Regions from separate parts of the Hordeum vulgare genome. Here regions 2 and 3 are each linked to region 1. A link is a contact called in public Hi-C data. All regions are on one chromosome and are shown on one strand. Each heading gives the region's core, a stretch centred on a gene start, on an enhancer-like site or on the middle of the called end of the contact. The rest is flanking DNA. Distances are from core to core; before and after follow the strand shown. Region 1 holds the start of LOC123434226. Region 2 overlaps LOC123434184 (kinesin-like protein KIN-7K, chloroplastic). Region 3 has its middle 160 kb from the start of LOC123434242.

Region 1 (3,351 bases), core at 643-3,142:
TTAAGCAATTGTGCAGGGAGTTGCGATTGTTCTAGCAGATAATTATTTTATTTGGTTTGCAATGCGAAGTTGCCTTGTAAATGAAAATATACATCAGTACATCACTTCCCCATAAATGGACTTTCGAAATGTTTCTTGGCCATCTGTGTTTCCTATCAGTTTCTTCCCACTGTTCATTTGAACATCACTCTGTCATGTTATGCCACATTCTTTTTCTTGTTGCTACAAGGCACTTAGCGAGATATCCATGCGTTCTGCAGGCTATTGAAGTTTCAAAGCGCCAGATGAAATTAAGAGAGACATCTGGAAATGGTGATATGATTTCAAGGTTAGAGGCTGCTGAGTCGAAGCTGCAAGAGTTAAAATCAAATATGGGGACTCTAGGCAAAGAAGCTGTTGCAGCAATGACTGCTGTTGAAGCCCAACAACAAAGGCTGACATTACAACGACTTATCGCGATGGTATATTTAATCTTTGTTTAGTTGGGTCGCTTGATCATTTCCTTCTTTGCCTTAATCTCTACTATTGCTTCGAATGACACTTGCTTACTTGAATGAAGGTTGAATCTGAGAGAAGTTACCACCAAAGGGTCCTACAGATTCTAGATCAACTTGAAAGAGAGGTACTAATCACACTTACACAGCAAACAAACTTGCACATTGCCGAGAAAGATATTTGTTTTGTTATCATGATTCTGAACTATTTATTTTGCAGATGGTAGCTGAGCGCCAAAGAATTGAAGGAGCACCTCCTCCAGTCATTGAGAACTCTATGCCACCGCCACCTTCATATGAAGAAGTTAACGGTATATTCATGAGGACTCCAACAGTTGCCGAATTGGTGGAGACAGTGGAGCACTTCCTGGCTGAGGTAACCAATTATTACTTTCATCATAATGAACTAGCCTATTATTGTTATGTCTGTTGGGACTTTCTTCTTAATCGCTATACATGTCCATCTTTTCGTCAGGCGATCCAGTCATACCGAGCTGAGACTGAAACTGAGCTCAACCTGGCAACCGGTGACTACATAGTGGTCCGGAAGGTACTTGTCTTGTACAACATGTTCCCATGTGCAACACTCTGCTACTAGGCTCTTTGCTGGTAGCAGCAACTCTGCTGTCTGCAGCTCGAATGCTTATCACTTGCTGAATCTTGTTAGTGTCTTCTCCTTGTTGCGGTCCTTGGGCTTATAACTTGCTTAATCAGGTGTCAAACAATGGATGGGCTGAAGGTGAGTGCAGGGGGAAAGCTGGTTGGTTCCCTTCCGAGTTCATCGAAAAGCGGGACCGTGTACTGGCGAGCAAAGTCGCCCAGGTCTTCTAGAAGTTCATTGAGCCATACATGTCCTTGGCGTTGTACAATGTGCATTATAATGTTCTTTCGCCTCCAAAGACGTTGATCAGTGAAGAGCTCGTGGAAATTCCTTTTGTTCTATATATGTTCTTTTTGTCAAGAAGACATGTGCCTGATGGATGGCTTGTTGGTGCCTCATGGCTAGCCGTGTGCACTGTTGTTATCTGCATCCTCCCCCCAAATATGACACTGACTTGACCATTTTTTCCAGAATTCTTTTTTGCGGGAACCCAAAGTATATATATATGTCAAGGGGAGGAATCCATCAATGTTTGAAAGCACCAAAGGCTTTTCTTATAAACAAATCAGAAATTCCATACCCTTCTCGATCTGGAGATTCCTTTTCGAATCCAATTCTCAACGGGAATTGAACAGTTACGTACTTCCTCCGTTTGGATTTACTTGTCATAATAATGGATATATTTAGAAATAAAATACATCTAGATACATTCATTATTATCCATTCCCTCCACAAGTATTTTTGGATGGAGGGAGTACTAAATTTGCTAGAAGCTTCTTGTGTTTCTCATATCGTAGTGTTTGTATGGCAACCCAGCGGGAAATGTGCGTGGTGTTCTCGTTTGAATGGCATAGAACTTTGATCAGACGCTGACAGATGGGGCCCGAGCCTTGAGTTCTGATGAGTTGCTTATCTCCTACCTCGCTCGCTCTGCCTCTGCAGTACCCCCTGCTTATCCCCTCCCGAGTCCGTCGCCTCCTCGGCATTCCGTCGAACACCATGACGAGCGTGGCGGCGGCGGTCGCCCTCCTCCGCCTCCCTCTCGCCCGCCTCTCCTCCCACCTCCGGTCCCTCCCTGCCCCTCCCGTCCCGTCCGCTCGCCTCCGCCTCTCCGCCCCCCACCGCCCTCTCTGCTCCCTCCTCACCGGCCACGGCCTCGCCGTAGCGGCCGTGTCCGAGGCGGTGGCCGCGGCGGACGAAGAAGAGTTCGAAGCGACGGAGGAGCAGCAGGAGGAGGAGGCGCCCCCCTCCTTCGTGCTCCCGCGGCTGCCGCGGCCGAAGCTCGACGTGAAGGAGCGGAAGGAGCTCGCCTCGTACGCGCACGGCCTCGGCAAGAAGCTCAAGTCGCAGCAGGTTGGGAAGGGCGGCGTGACGCCCAACCTCGTCACCGCCTTCACGGACAACCTTGAGTCCAACGAGCTCCTCAAGGTGCCTCCCTTCTCTCCTTTACGATAATGTTGCCTGCTACTCCCTCCGTTACTACTCCCTCCGTCCGGAAATACTTGTCCTAGAAATGGATATAATGGATGTATCTATAACTAAAATAAGTCTAGATACATTCATCTCTAGGGCAAGTATTTCCGGACGGAGGGAGTATATGTAAGTCTTTTTAAAGATTTCACTAGAGGGCTAAATACGAAACAAAATGAGTGAATCTATACTCTAAAGTATGTCTATATACATCCGTATGTAGTTCCCTTAGTGAAACCTCTTAAAACACTTATATTTAGGAACGGAGGAAGTGAAACCTCTTAAAACACTTATATTTAGGAACGGAGGAAGTAGAAAATTGCGTATGATTTCAGTATAGCAACTACCATGCTACTAATGTATTCGCCCGGAAGTGTGGATTAATGTCATAGACTCACAATAGGGTTTCGTTCGTTATTAGGTGCATAACAACCGATGTCCTTAGCTCAGTTCATAAACCATAGTTACATTATCCATGAGGAAAGGCACAGTAAAACTAGGGGGATTCTCCAGCCACTACATTGGCTCCTCGTGGATAATGCTCAAAGATGACTTTCCCAAAATCACTAAGGAGATCAATACAGTCCTTGTAGATAGCACACCTACGACAGCAGCTAGATGTCCAGGGTAATATCAGCTAGAACCAATGAGTCCATAAAAGAAAGTCAGCTAGGACCATCTATGTTCCTATGCATTCCTTGAGTCCCAAATCTTTCATAGAATGGAGAGGAGCACCTCTGGTCGGATGAGCCATCTAATTGTTGGGGTGCCCGGGCATTCCAGAGG
Region 2 (3,239 bases), core at 495-2,994, 290 kb before region 1:
AGTCTTTTTAGACGTTTCACTAAAAACTACTCCATACAAATGTATATAGACATACTTTAGAGTGTAGATTCACTCATTTTACTCCGTATGTCTCCTAGTGAAATCTCTAAAAAGACTTATACTTAGGAACGGAGGGGGTATATGCTATGAAATCATATTCATTGACATACTTTAGAGTGTAGATTCACTCATTTTACTCCGTATATAGTCTCCTAGTGAAATCTCTAAAAAGACTTATATTTAGGAACGGAGGGGGTATATGCTATGAAATCATATTCATGACTATGTTGGCAAGGCTTTCTATGCTAAAGGTCAAACCCGAAAAAGTTTGAGTAAGAAATTAACTGCTATTATTATGAAATCAGAGGAAGTGGTTAGTAACTAAGGCCCTCAAGTGCTAAGCTGTTGATCCCTCTATGAACCTTTGAGGTGTGCCCTGCAATGGTAATCTAAGTGTACTTACATAGGCAACTTCAACTAGGTGATCGATTTGAACATAACAGTTATTTACATTTCATAAGTAAACTATTGCTTTCATTCAAATATAGAAGGCCACATTGGCGGCTTTAGTGGGCTCTGGGCCTAGTTTAGCTAGGTGGGATGAGTGTGTTGTTCCAGTTTTAGGACATTTCTCATATTAACTGGCCAATTATTTTCTCCATTTAACGAAGAGGCAGAGCTTATGTTGGGTTTAAAATAACATTACATCACAAACAGCTACTGGATTACTGATATTTTGCTGCACGCAGGCTAAAATTCAGGAGATGAAGGAGAAGGAAACTGATCCCCTGAGTGATAAAGATGTCAATTCCCATGTCTGCAAAGTATGTTTTGAATCCGCAACTGCTGCAGTTTTGCTTCCTTGTCGGCATTTTTGCTGTAAGTCATGTTAGGGTATTGCGTTCATGTGCTAAAAACCCTTATCATTTATGTTTACTAATAACGTTATGCCTTTTCTTCAGTGTGCAAGCCTTGCGCACTTGCCTGTTCGGAATGCCCTCTGTGCCGCACACGAATCGTAGACAGGATAATTACCTTCACGTAGATCACTTGTTAGCCTAAGGTACCAAATACTTCGCCATTTACCTGTTTGTATCTTTGATACTATCCTAATTTCTAACGTTTGAATTTTTCTGATGAAAATTCTTGCCAGGAAACTTTTGACGCACCCAATCTCTCCCTGTAAAATCACCAACCGTATATGTTCCTTTTTCTCTGTAGCAAAGAAGGTTACTTTTATGTTCCTTCTATGTTGTATTGCCATTCGTTTGATTTCCCTATATAGCTTTACCTTGGCTCCTTGTTGTATTGAGAAGTTCAGCGACTTCTCAACAAATGTGTATAGATATGTGACTCAACATTGTCCTCAGAAGTAAAGCAAATTGATGTGGCAATACTTTTTTTTTCTTCTCTTTCAGAAGTAAAGGATGAACATGAGATCCTGAAACTGATGCAGCTAATTATTTTCCTGTTGTTTATATGTTTGTTCCGAACGAGCCCTTGGGCAGTTTGTTTTCTAAATTGCCCTTGGGCAGTTTTGAGACGTCGAAATCTTGCAGTATTGTTTCTAGACAGTCGGTAGTGTAGTTGAAAAATATAATAGGATGCTGATAATCACCAGACGTGCGGGCTGGGTGAGAATCGACCGAACAAGTTTGTTCGGCATGGAAAGCTCCCTGGCCTGAACGCCCATCGTATTCCTTGTACAGCTCCTTGGCCCGAATGCCTGGGACGTCCTATATGCCGCTTGTTGCGGCAACTAGCCACTACTTCGCACAGGGAGTGCCCCGACTAGACCGCCCATTAGTAGCGCAGTATAGCGAGCGGGAGGGTAAAGAGTTGCACTGAAGCGAGTACTGTAGCGTGCCGCTAACGTAACAACTCGACACTGCAATAGAAATGTAAAATCCAATTCTTTTTATAAAACTGTGAACAATTTGTGTTTTCTGGAATATTTCAGAAAAGCACGAAAGTTTTTCAAAATCACGAACACTTTTTTTGACACTGGATTTTTTTTTCTGAAATTCCGAAACAAAACCGGGCAAATGCAAACATTGTTAAACTACCGACAAAATTTAAGAACATGAACATTTATTAAAATTTCTATTTTTTGAATTGCAACTTTTTTTGGAACTTCAAAAAAATTGAAAACGTGAACATCTTTTCAAACGGGATTTTTTAATAAAAAATGTGAAATTTTGGAGCACAAGGATTTCAAACTTTTTTTACAAAAACACAAACCATTTTTTGAATAGAAGAAAATATTTTTAAAAAGGTGATTAGTTTTTGAATTTAAGAGCAAAATTTGAAAACATGATTTTTTTTATTTTCTTCAAACTGGAACATTTTTTGAAACTTCAAAAAAATGAAAACATGAACATCTTTTGAAACAGGAACATTTCTTGAAAATTTTCGGAGCAGGAACATTTCAAACTTGTGTTTGCACAAACACAAACCATTTCATGAAAAGGAACATTTTTTAAGTTTGTGAACAAATTTTGAAAATAGGAACCTTTTTATAAAAATGCACACCTTTTTCTAAAAAAATGAAGAATTTTAGCAATATGCAAACATTTTATGAAATTTTCCGAACCATTTTTTAATACGGGAACAAAATTTCGAAACATGAACATTGTTCAATTTGCAAACAATTTTCGAAAACAGAAACATTTTCTAAAATCCAGGAACATTTTTTTGAATGTTTTAATATATATTTTCAATTTTCAGACATGTTTTGTAAAGAAGTGAACAAAATTTGAAGGTAAAAAAACTTGTTTGGAATTTCAGAAGAAATTTTGAAAACAGAAACGAAATCTGGGGAAATGAACAAATTTATACAATATGTATATTTATAAATTCCAGAAAATGTGTTGAAAAAAGAAGTAAAGATGAAAAAGAAGAATGAAAGAAAATTAAAGAAAGAAAAGAAAACATAAAAAAAGAAACAGAAAGAATTGGAAAAGAAAAGGGATAGAAAAAGAAAAACGAAAAAAATAAATAATAATTAAAAAACCGGTTCACAAACTCTAGTTCCCAAAACTAGTAAAAACTGACTGGGAATCCTCGGTTCCCAAAACTAATCCCTTCAGGCTTAATGTACAGTATAGTTGGGCCAGTCCAAATCCCTCGCTATTCCTCACGCTTGTACGATTCCTTTACATTTTAATGCAAAATGTGTGAAATATGATTTTACCGAATGTCCTTTGGGAGAATCCAATCAGTAATTTACGTGTTACAGT
Region 3 (3,395 bases), core at 419-2,918, 500 kb after region 1:
TTCTTATGATGTTGTAATCTTGACACCCGCCCTCCTACTCGCTATAATCTGTAATTTGTGCTTTCAAACTTATGTAATGGATGTGTGGATCCATCGGGACCCTATCCCTTTTTTTAAAACAACTTCTTGATTAAAAGTACAATTATCGCAATAATAAACAACTATGACTTGTTCACGCTTCCACGTTTCGTTGGGCTTTTGAGTATGAACAATTCTTGAGCCAAAGGACACCTATAGAAAAAATATGGAAATTATTAAAAATCAACCGATTGAAATGTCTTTCTTGTAAGCCGCGTCGAGCGTTTGACACATGACTTGCCTGCCCGTGCGCTCTCCCTTCCCCTCATTCTTATCCCCACCACCGCACCTACCTTATCCTCTCGTCTCGGGTTTCTTCTTCTCCAAATCACCGTTGACTGCATCCTCTCTCACACACTCCTCCGACGAGCTCAGGGCCTTCCCTGAGAGCACCTCTCCCTTATCGCCTGCCCTCCCAACATCCTCGGGTCATTTCTCTACTCCTACAAGAGGAGCTGCGATATAGCGCTCTTCAGCGTCTGTCGGTGCCTTGATGTGACACCCCTAAGCGGCTACAAGCTGCCCGGCGCTGCGATGCAGCTCTTCGCATTGGTTGCCAGTGTTGTGATGCAACATAGATGTAGTGTCCCCTCAACGACTGCAAGCTATTGGCGCGAGACGCAGCTTGCTTCGGTGGTCGCTGGCACCGCCACGCAACCTTCATTGGTGCATCGTTGGAGCTTCATAGGGATGCCGTTGTGCTCCATTGAAACTTTGCCGCGTTGCTGGAGTCGTCGGTGCTTCAACGAGTCTGCAATGAAGTGTCATCGGGGGCTGGAATGGAGCGTCGTCGGGGTTGTACGCTGCAATGGAGCTCCACCGGTGCTGCATTGGAGCTTCGTCGGCGTCGTCCATTCTGCGCACCAGCTTTGTCTTGTCGTGGGGATTGCAATGAAGTTTCGTCGGGGGGTGTCATGCGCTCGATGTTCCCATGGATAGCAACCGGAGGCTCGTGGTGCTACCCTAGATCGAACGTCCACTAGCGCACATCGAACGGCTGGCTACACGGATGATTTCTATAGGAAATCATCTGGTTGATCCGTCCGTCGCACCCGTCAGAAAATATACATCAAAAGATTGGAATCTTTTAAAATTCAATGATTTTCCGTGATCCACATAGTGCCAAAACGAAGATATTCTTATTGGAAATATTGGCTTGCTTCCTGCCTGCTAGTCCTAAAACATGAATCTTTCAACCAAGCGCGTGCTCAGTTGCGATCAGCCACCAACTCGGTGTGGCATCATTTGCAGTCAAAAGTTGTGCTCGTATTTGTTTTTGTAGTAAACAGAACACAAACAAACAAGTACTAGTACACTGACCACTTATTGTAGAACGGCAGGAGTATTAGATAAAGATTGTTAATCAAGAGGGCCAACGTGCTAGTGGTTCGGTGCAGGTGATATCGATAAGGAAGAACGGCTTGGCCACCGGTACGGATGTGACGGCGTTCGGGTGGCGATACCACTCTCCTGTCCTCACGGCCCGGGCCCCAAAGATCGATCGATTGATCGCCGTCGCCATCCATCTTTGTCACGTGTGCAGGCAGTGACGAACTGAGGACCAAGACGTGTGGCTGCCGCACCCGCGACGTCACTTGCACGGTGGACCTGCTCCTGGACGCCGAGCTATGTCCTACTCGTACCAGTGGATGCTCGGTGCATTTTATATAGTAATATAAACTTAATTGAAGTAGAATATTTATGGAAAACGTTTCACACCTTCCATTTCTTATCCTCTTGTAGTTTTTTTTCCAACCGTTCATTTTGCTTTTCTTCCTTCTTCATCTAAGCTTTCCTCCCAAGCATTCACCAACAATGGGCACCCACCACACATCAGTCATCTGTTGCTCGAAGGTAAGGTCATCGGTCTCGAGTCAGGACGGGCTAGGACTGCGTGCCGCAACCAGCCACGACGGACAATCGCTCGCCTGGGGCGACGTCCTGGCCATGCGACCCTACACCCCGTTGCCCTTCGGGTCGTGCTGCACGCTCCGACGAGCATGAACTACGAGCGGCGATCTATCACCGGAGAAGATGCACCCACAGTGAGACGTGTTGCAACCGGCCTAGGCGTAAGCTGGAACCGCGTCGTGGTCTGCTGCAAGCGGTGTCCAGGAGAGCTGCCATCATGGACGGCGAGCATGATGACCGTGAGCTGCGAGGACATCGACACTGTTACGAGCAACGCTGCATACGTCACGTTTTATGTTACATGCTACAATCGGTACCATATTATGTTATAACGGACACACCACTTAGCTACAACCGACGTCGAGTTTTGCTACATCTCAAGAACCAACGTACTTTTTTGCTTACATGCTACAACGAGTGTCATGAATTGCTACAACCGATGCCCCGTCCGGCTACAACCAATGCCGTGTTTTGCTACATCGCACGACCCTCGTATTTTTGTTGCTGCTACAACCGGCAAGCAAATGCTACGACGGGCGGAGGTGAGGTGCTGTAACCGGTGACTGATCAGAGCTATGAACTACGACCATCGGGCCGGTGAGCAGTGACCGTCGGTGTCAAGTGTTGCAAGCTCGTAGGCGGTTGCTAGAACGTGGTTGGTTGCTAGAGCGCGGCTAGGGGCGGCTATCAATGTTGGAAAAGGCGACTACATGGAGCTGCAAATAGCTCTTTTTGCAGCTGGTAAGGATGACCAGCGAGGGGGCGATGGGCGGTGCGGATGAACGGAGGCAGGGTGGCGAGGGAGGAGGAGGACTGTAGGGGAGCGAGACTGCAGCGCGCGACACCCGCGAATGTTTTTACGGCGACACAGGGCAACGGGAGGTAGAAGAAGTAATAGAATAAAATAAGAGGAGATCCTACAGCTAAGGAACATGAGATCGGCTAGGGGTAGTGTTGTCCAATATATATGCGTCAAGAGAGGTTTAAACAAACAAAAAAAGAATGAGCCTTACGCCGGGGGTCCACTTAGCGACACTATACTCATCTACAAGAAAAGAGCCATCTTCCCACATCGCCATTAATGGCTTTTGAGGAAGCATATAGGTTCCTCCCACCCCATTGGAGGGGAACCGAGATTGGATCCCCGAATATCGGGTGGGACAATCCCCACGGAAAAGACAGCTTCATACCTTCACCATGGCTCGAGCATGCCAAAGCCGAGAAGGTAGATGAATCACCACCAATCATAACCTAAAAACAGGGCCTATAGTCCCAACCCCTTCGTCGCTCCGGCCGCCATCGCCACATCCGGCGAAGCTTTGGAACACGAGATCCACCGCTATGGCCTCTAGTCTCCTGGATCCGCAACGCACAAAAGCCCCAGGATTCGCGCCAACGCCACAACC

The links. A called contact is a pair of places that touch in the nucleus more often than the background predicts.
Region 2: a Hi-C map of seedling shows a contact between it and region 1, with 4 times the contacts expected there. The contact joins the enhancer-like site here to the promoter of LOC123434226 in region 1. A contact is called at or near these places in 3 of 6 Hi-C or Micro-C datasets (leaf and seedling).
Region 3: a contact with region 1 is called in a Hi-C map of leaf, with 2.6 times the contacts expected there. The contact joins the enhancer-like site here to the promoter of LOC123434226 in region 1. A contact is called at or near these places in 3 of 6 Hi-C or Micro-C datasets (leaf and seedling).

Annotation. Positions count from the first base shown.
Region 1 is chr1H:330,390,510-330,393,860 of MorexV3_pseudomolecules_assembly, forward strand. LOC123434226 reads left to right here and starts at 1,893. Exons shown (of 2, transcript XM_045115500.1): 1 at 1,893-2,523. The coding sequence starts at 1,996. LOC123434210 (SH3 domain-containing protein 2-like) reads left to right here. Exons shown (of 10, transcript XM_045115499.1): 6 at 261-461; 7 at 560-622; 8 at 715-870; 9 at 970-1,044; 10 at 1,209-1,633. The coding sequence ends at 1,325.
Region 2 is chr1H:330,103,442-330,106,680 of MorexV3_pseudomolecules_assembly, forward strand. It overlaps LOC123434184 (kinesin-like protein KIN-7K, chloroplastic), which reads left to right. Exons shown (of 25, transcript XM_045115498.1): 23 at 750-824; 24 at 963-1,063; 25 at 1,154-1,394. The coding sequence ends at 1,022. Among protein-coding and RNA genes, the nearest start is that of LOC123434184, 23 kb to the left of the region's middle. Within about 2 kb of position 1,745, at least 3 of the 3 cell types and tissues checked have open chromatin away from gene starts, as enhancers often do. A contact at or near this core is called in leaf and seedling, where this site is marked.
Region 3 is chr1H:330,885,798-330,889,192 of MorexV3_pseudomolecules_assembly, forward strand. No RefSeq gene overlaps it. Among protein-coding and RNA genes, the nearest start is that of LOC123434242, 160 kb to the left of the region's middle. Within about 2 kb of position 1,669, at least 3 of the 3 cell types and tissues checked have open chromatin away from gene starts, as enhancers often do. A contact at or near this core is called in leaf and seedling, where this site is marked.